Regions from separate parts of the Sus scrofa genome. Here region 2 is linked to region 1. Evidence: chromatin contacts called from public HiChIP or PLAC-seq data. All regions are on one chromosome and are shown on one strand. The core of a region is the stretch at or near the end of the contact, and the rest is flanking DNA. Distances in the headings are between cores, read along the strand shown.

Region 1 (2,700 bases), core at 50-2,549:
GAACAATAACGGACAGCAGTCTCGGCTGGCAGAGGAGAAAAGTCGGAGGGAAACTGAGGCCAGGCGGCTCAGACCAGCGGCCAAGAAAGGGTCAAGGCACGAATGCCCACGCCGACTGGGCGTCCCAGCTCCCAGTTTTGGACAGAAACAAATTCCTCTACAAAATATCGTACGCTCACACCTGTGCGCTCCAGGGTCGGGGACCGAGGCGACTCCAGGCCGCGTCAGCTCGGAGCCCGGACCCCCGGGCCGAAGGGCGGCGAGGGAGCGCGATTTCTCCAAAGGGATGAGTCGGGGAGCGTAGACTCGCAGCTGGCGGGGCGCGCGCCGACGCGCACATTCCACGCCCGCAGCCAACTCCCCGCACAAAGTGGGCTTTGTCTCAGCCCCCTGTCCCCTCGGCCCCGGGAAACAGGAGAGGAGCCCCCAGAATGGGGAAGGGCGCGGCGGGGAGGCGAAGCTGGGAGGGCTAAGGCCCCGCCGGTCCCCAACCCAGCGCGTCTCAGCGGGCGGATGGCGGGCATCCGGCGCCGCGCTGCGCCAGCCGAGCCATCGCGGGGCGCAGGTCCCGCTCTGGGGCCCGAGGCTCAGCGGGGGAGGCTCGGGCGGCGCGTAGGGGCCAGGCTGAGGTCACCGAATGGCGGGCTGCGGCCACAGGGTCGCCGCCCCGGACTGGCTGCAGCATGGGCGGTGGCGCAGCGGAGGCAGGCAAAGGATGCTCGCGCAGCTGTTCGCTCGGGCTCTCGCTTACCGCCACCCCCCACCCCGCCCCCGGCCAAGGGCTGGAAACAGGACCTCGGGGCCGGGAGAGCAAGCCCAGAGGCTCGCGCACGCACGGCTGCAGCTGGAGGCAAGGGACAAAGCCTCAGCAAGGGCAGGGTGCGCTAGTCCCCGGAAAGCAGCCCATAAAAAACTGAATCCACGCGTAGATCGCGGCTCAGCGGCTCGGTGAAGCTCCGGCCACCGCTGCCCCTGCCGCCTGGGGGCCCAGCAGCCGCCGGCTGGGTCCCCTGCCCGCCCGCCGCCCACCCGGCGCGACTCCAGCCCGCGCCGCGCATGCGCTCCGTCCCCCCCTTAAAGGGCCAGTGCGTTCCCGCCCAGCTCTTCGCCTCCCGCAGCCATTCCTCTGCCTCAAGTCGTCTCTAGGACGCGGGTGGGCTTGTGCTCCCCCTCTCACCTCTCGCAAAAGGCCTTGCGACGCCGGTGCAGAGCTGCCGGGGAAGTTTACAAAGTGCCCAACCGAGCGCAAAGTCCACGGAGATTCCGGCCGGGCTCAGAAGGCCGGCGGTCGGGACTTTCCTACGGGAACTGCCTGCCTCGCTGGACTTCTCGGGGTGTAGAAACCAGAGGATGGTTTGGAAACCCAGGGTTCCAGACCGGATTCAGCGTTTGTTTTTCTGTGGGATAACGAATAGATCGCTCCCCTCTGTGGGCCTCGGTTTCCCCCTCAGCCGAGGCCTTCACCCTGGGTGAGCACAGTCCTCTTGGCGCGCGCGTTCCTAAAGAAAGATACTTAGGGGTCAGGGTCACTACCTCTGCAAGCGAAAGGGTTAAAATCACCCTAGCAGCCCCCCCCCCCACCTCCGCCAGTGAGAGCAGGTTGCGCTGGCTTCGCCCTTAGTGGGCCTCCCTGGACCCGGCTCTGGGCGCCCTCGCGCCCACCGCAGGAAGGAGGCTGCCCTCGAGTCCCAGCACCACGAGCCACGGTGCAGGGTCAGCCGGCCCAGAAAAAGGCTAAAGGTCGGCTCGTTGTGCGTGCCCAGGACTGCGGAGGCCCACGGCACCCTCCCCCTCCCACAGAGCGGTAGGCGTGAATTGGGGGCAAAAGCGAAGAACTTTCCTAAGATGTACTAAAATGAGACAGCGGTGGATGCGTGCTTTCCGACTCCTCTCCTCTCCCCCACCAGCAGTTAGTATGAAAAACAGTGTTGAGAGTAAATGCAGATTCCTGGGCCCAGGCAGGCAGATTCAGATTCTTTAGGTCTGTGATTGCCACATGTCCCACTTCCCTTGGGCTGGGACAGAGAAGGCCTCGGGGGAATCCCGAGGTCCTCAGTGATGCCCCATCTGTTCCTTAAAGTTGTTCCTGGTATCTGAATCTTAGGTTCTCTAGCTTCAGTAGCACCCTCTTGCTGCCTCCCATATCAGAAACCAGGTCTGATCATAATGCAAAGGGTCAGTGGATTTCAAGAAAGCTAGTTAAGGGGGGATCCTTTTATGCTGACTGAGGCAGGAAGACTCCAAGCCTGTAAATGCCACCAGGAACCAGCAACTACAACATACTCATTATGCAGATGGAGAAGCCCAGTCTCAGTGAGTCACTTTTTCAAGTTAACACAGCTGATGATTAGTTGAACTTGTTAGAAGGAAGGGGCAGGAAGGAGGAGGCAGAGGCTGGAGCAGTGAGATTGCAGGCACAGTTTATTGACCACCAGAGTGGTCAAGAGCTCTGAGCAAGGAAGATGCAGGCTCCCCTGCAGGGCAGTGCTTGGTTTTTTTTTATAGACAGGGGTCATTTTGTTGAGCCATGTAGTCTGGGGCCTTGAGGCTCTCTTTGTTCTAGGGAACTCAGTCTGTTACATGGGCCTGTTCCATACGAAGGTGTCTGCAGGTCTGGATTCAGCTGGGTTATGCTGATTTTTTTGGTCCTTTTAGGCCTTGTTTCATTTCCCACCTAAGAAAACGGAATTCTTCCTTCTT
Region 2 (2,700 bases), core at 64-2,563, 210 kb before region 1:
CTTCCTGTGAACCTGACTCTGTGCTACAGTCTGGGCAGTGGCAGATCCACCACTTCTGTATGTGGAAGAATTCAGTGGCACAATCTATTTGGAAGGGGAGGATGGGGGGGGTTAATTATGAAGATGTATTTGCACAGAACTTTACATGAGATTGTATGCAACAAATGGGGGGGGGGCATGATGGACATTTTGAGCACTCCCAAACCATCTCTGAGAACCTAAGCTTGTCAAAGCCACCTTTCAAAGCAGATTTTTCTGGATTCGGATCCCAGTTCTGTCTCTAATGGCTGTGTGACCTTGGGCAACTTATTTAACCTCTCTACTTTCGGAACTTGTAAAACAGAGTTAATAATAGAATCTACCTTGCAGATAATACTGAGAATGTAATGATGATGCAACTAAACCACCTAACAGTATCTGGCTTCCAACAAGTCTCAGTGAGTTGCCTCCCATCAGGACAAGAAACAAAATGAAATCTTAAAACAGTTCTAATAAGCTGGGAGCTCTGATCCCATTTTACAGATGGAAAACAGATGTTATTATCTTAGGGTAAGTAACTAACTCAAGGTCACAAAGCCAGTAAGTGATAGAGAGGAAATTCCAACCTAGTGTGCCAGGCTCCGGAACCTGAAATTCCATTATATTGTCTGCCCCCACTCCAGCCTTGTCCAGGATTGTCTCAATTTTCATGGTGGGGGGAAAGCAGACCCAATACTTAGAAAAATCAATTGAAATGCCCCAACTAGCCCTATGACCAACACATCTGGTCTGCAATCAACAATAATGATGAGAAGTGATGGGGGCCTTGCTCAGCCTTCTGGAGCACTATGGAATGAAATCACAGCACATGAGAAGGAACTTTGAAAACTGCGGCTGTTTTACAAAGAGATATCAATACTATTAAATGTTGAGCCCACCTTTTTTTTTTTTTTTTTAAATCAAACCCGGAAAAACCACTCACCTGTTTGGTCTCTCCAGCACCTCCCCCTCCCTGCCCCCAGCTGCAGCTGTGTGCAGCCAGTGGACTGTTTTCCTTAAAGGCCTCCGGGTGCTCATAGCTTCTTTAGACATTCAGCCAAAATTTTTAGAGTGCGGCTTGGGGGAGGGGTATCTCCCCCTGAATTCATTTAGCTCCGTTGTTGAAGCGCAGGTTCCTAGACCAGGGCACAAAAACAAAGCGAAAAGGCAATTTTTGGAAGACTGGAACACAGCTAATTTTACAGGTGCTTCGGCATCAGTGGTAGCAAAGATGTGACCTCCACAGGGGGGGCGGGGGGAAAGGTTTGATTGCCGATGAAATGGATAATACCTACGTGGAATTCAAGGCGAAAATCTTGAAACAGGACATTTAAATCCGCTGCCAGGGGTGGGGTGGGGAGCGGGATCGGAAACGACGCTTGTGGTTTTTAAATGCGTTTTTACTTGGGAAAGCCGGGCGGGGAAAGGAAAGGTCATCGTCTGTTTAATTTCCACCCCCAGCCCTGGACTTCCAGCCTTAGCTCGCGGGGCCTCAGCTGTTGTACACACACGGCGAGGGGGGAGGGGAGGGCGGAGGCGCGGAGGAGGGGCCGACTGGGAGGAATCTGGGCTCTCTGCCGCGCATGCGCCTTTCCCGAGCAACAAGTGGGCTCCACAGAGGAAGTGTAAAGGGGAGGGGGGGAGAACTGGTGCAGAGCATGGCGGTGACGTCAGCGCTCCGCCCGGGCGGCATCCCGCGCGGCCAAGCCCGGGACAGCGCGAGCCGCAGCGCGAGCGGGAGCGCCGAGACGCGCCTCCGGAACGTAGAGTAACAATCACAACCCCACATTCCGGGCGAGTGTGAGCGGGAAGGGATGCGACCCGGGCCGAGGCGCCGCGCGAGCGCCCTGCAGCCAACGTGAGCGCCGCCAGCCGCGGCGGCCCGGGCGCCCGCCAGGCCTGGGGGCGGCGGGAGCCTGCGTGCGTGCACTCCTCTACTCTGCTCGCGTGCATCCTGGAAGCAGTGGCCGCGGCGGCTCCCTCCGGCCGTGCAAACCCAGCCGCCGCCAGCGGAACGGCCGACGCTGCGGAGGGGAGAAGCTCCTCTCTCGGCTGCCAACCCCTCCCCCGGCCCTCCCGGGAAGCAGCGACTTCAGCAAGATTGGACCCGGGCACCGGGTGGCACTGAACCCTCTATAGCCTTCGCCCCAGGGAGCCTGGCGGGGAGAGGACGCAGGTCGTAGGGCGCCCCCCCTCCAAGAGGAGAGGAAGAGACAGCCCCTTTCGAGCTTCCACGCACCAGCCACTCCGGGGAGGGGGCCAAGAACCCACAGCGGCCAGCACCCGGCACCCTCGCCCCCTCCCCCCGGGCCCGGAGCTTCCAGTCCAGGTCCGCGACACCAGGAAGAAGGCGCCTGAGCTACCCTCCCGACGAGACAGCCGCAGTAGGAGGTGGGGGCGAGGAGCGGGCTGGACTCGTCCGCCGCCCAGGCGCTGGAGCCCCCGCGGAGAGGCGCTGCGCCGGCGGTGGAGACTCGCGCTCCCTCCAGCCCCTGGGGCAGAACTTTCTCGCCCCCCCTCCCTCCCCCGCAGCCAGACTCCCTCCCCAGCCGGCCAGCCCTCCGGGAGGAGAAGGCGCCGCGGAGACAGCCCGGGCGGGGGCCTACCTTCCCCAGGGCCGGCATCATGTCGGCGGCGCAGGTGTCCTCGTCCCGGAGACAATCTTGCTACCTGTGCGACCTG

Evidence for each region. HiChIP or PLAC-seq counts read pairs in DNA pulled down with a chosen protein or histone mark.
Region 2: a contact with region 1 is called in an H3K27ac HiChIP or PLAC-seq map of alveolar macrophages. The contact joins the promoter of IRF2BPL here to the promoter of VASH1 in region 1. A contact is called at or near these places in 2 of 2 datasets of contacts at active chromatin or transcription factors (alveolar macrophages and skeletal muscle).

The regions. Positions count from the first base shown.
Region 1 is chr7:99,909,243-99,911,942 of Sscrofa11.1, reverse strand. It overlaps VASH1 (vasohibin-1), which reads right to left and starts at 1,299. Exons shown (of 8, transcript XM_003128659.5): 1 at 1,178-1,299. It overlaps LOC106504512 (a long non-coding RNA gene), which reads left to right and starts at 1,486. Exons shown (of 4, transcript XR_001298050.2): 1 at 1,486-2,313.
Region 2 is chr7:100,122,433-100,125,132 of Sscrofa11.1, reverse strand. It overlaps IRF2BPL (interferon regulatory factor 2-binding protein-like), which reads left to right and starts at 1,313. Exons shown (of 2, transcript XM_001928316.6): 1 at 1,313-2,700. The coding sequence starts at 2,644.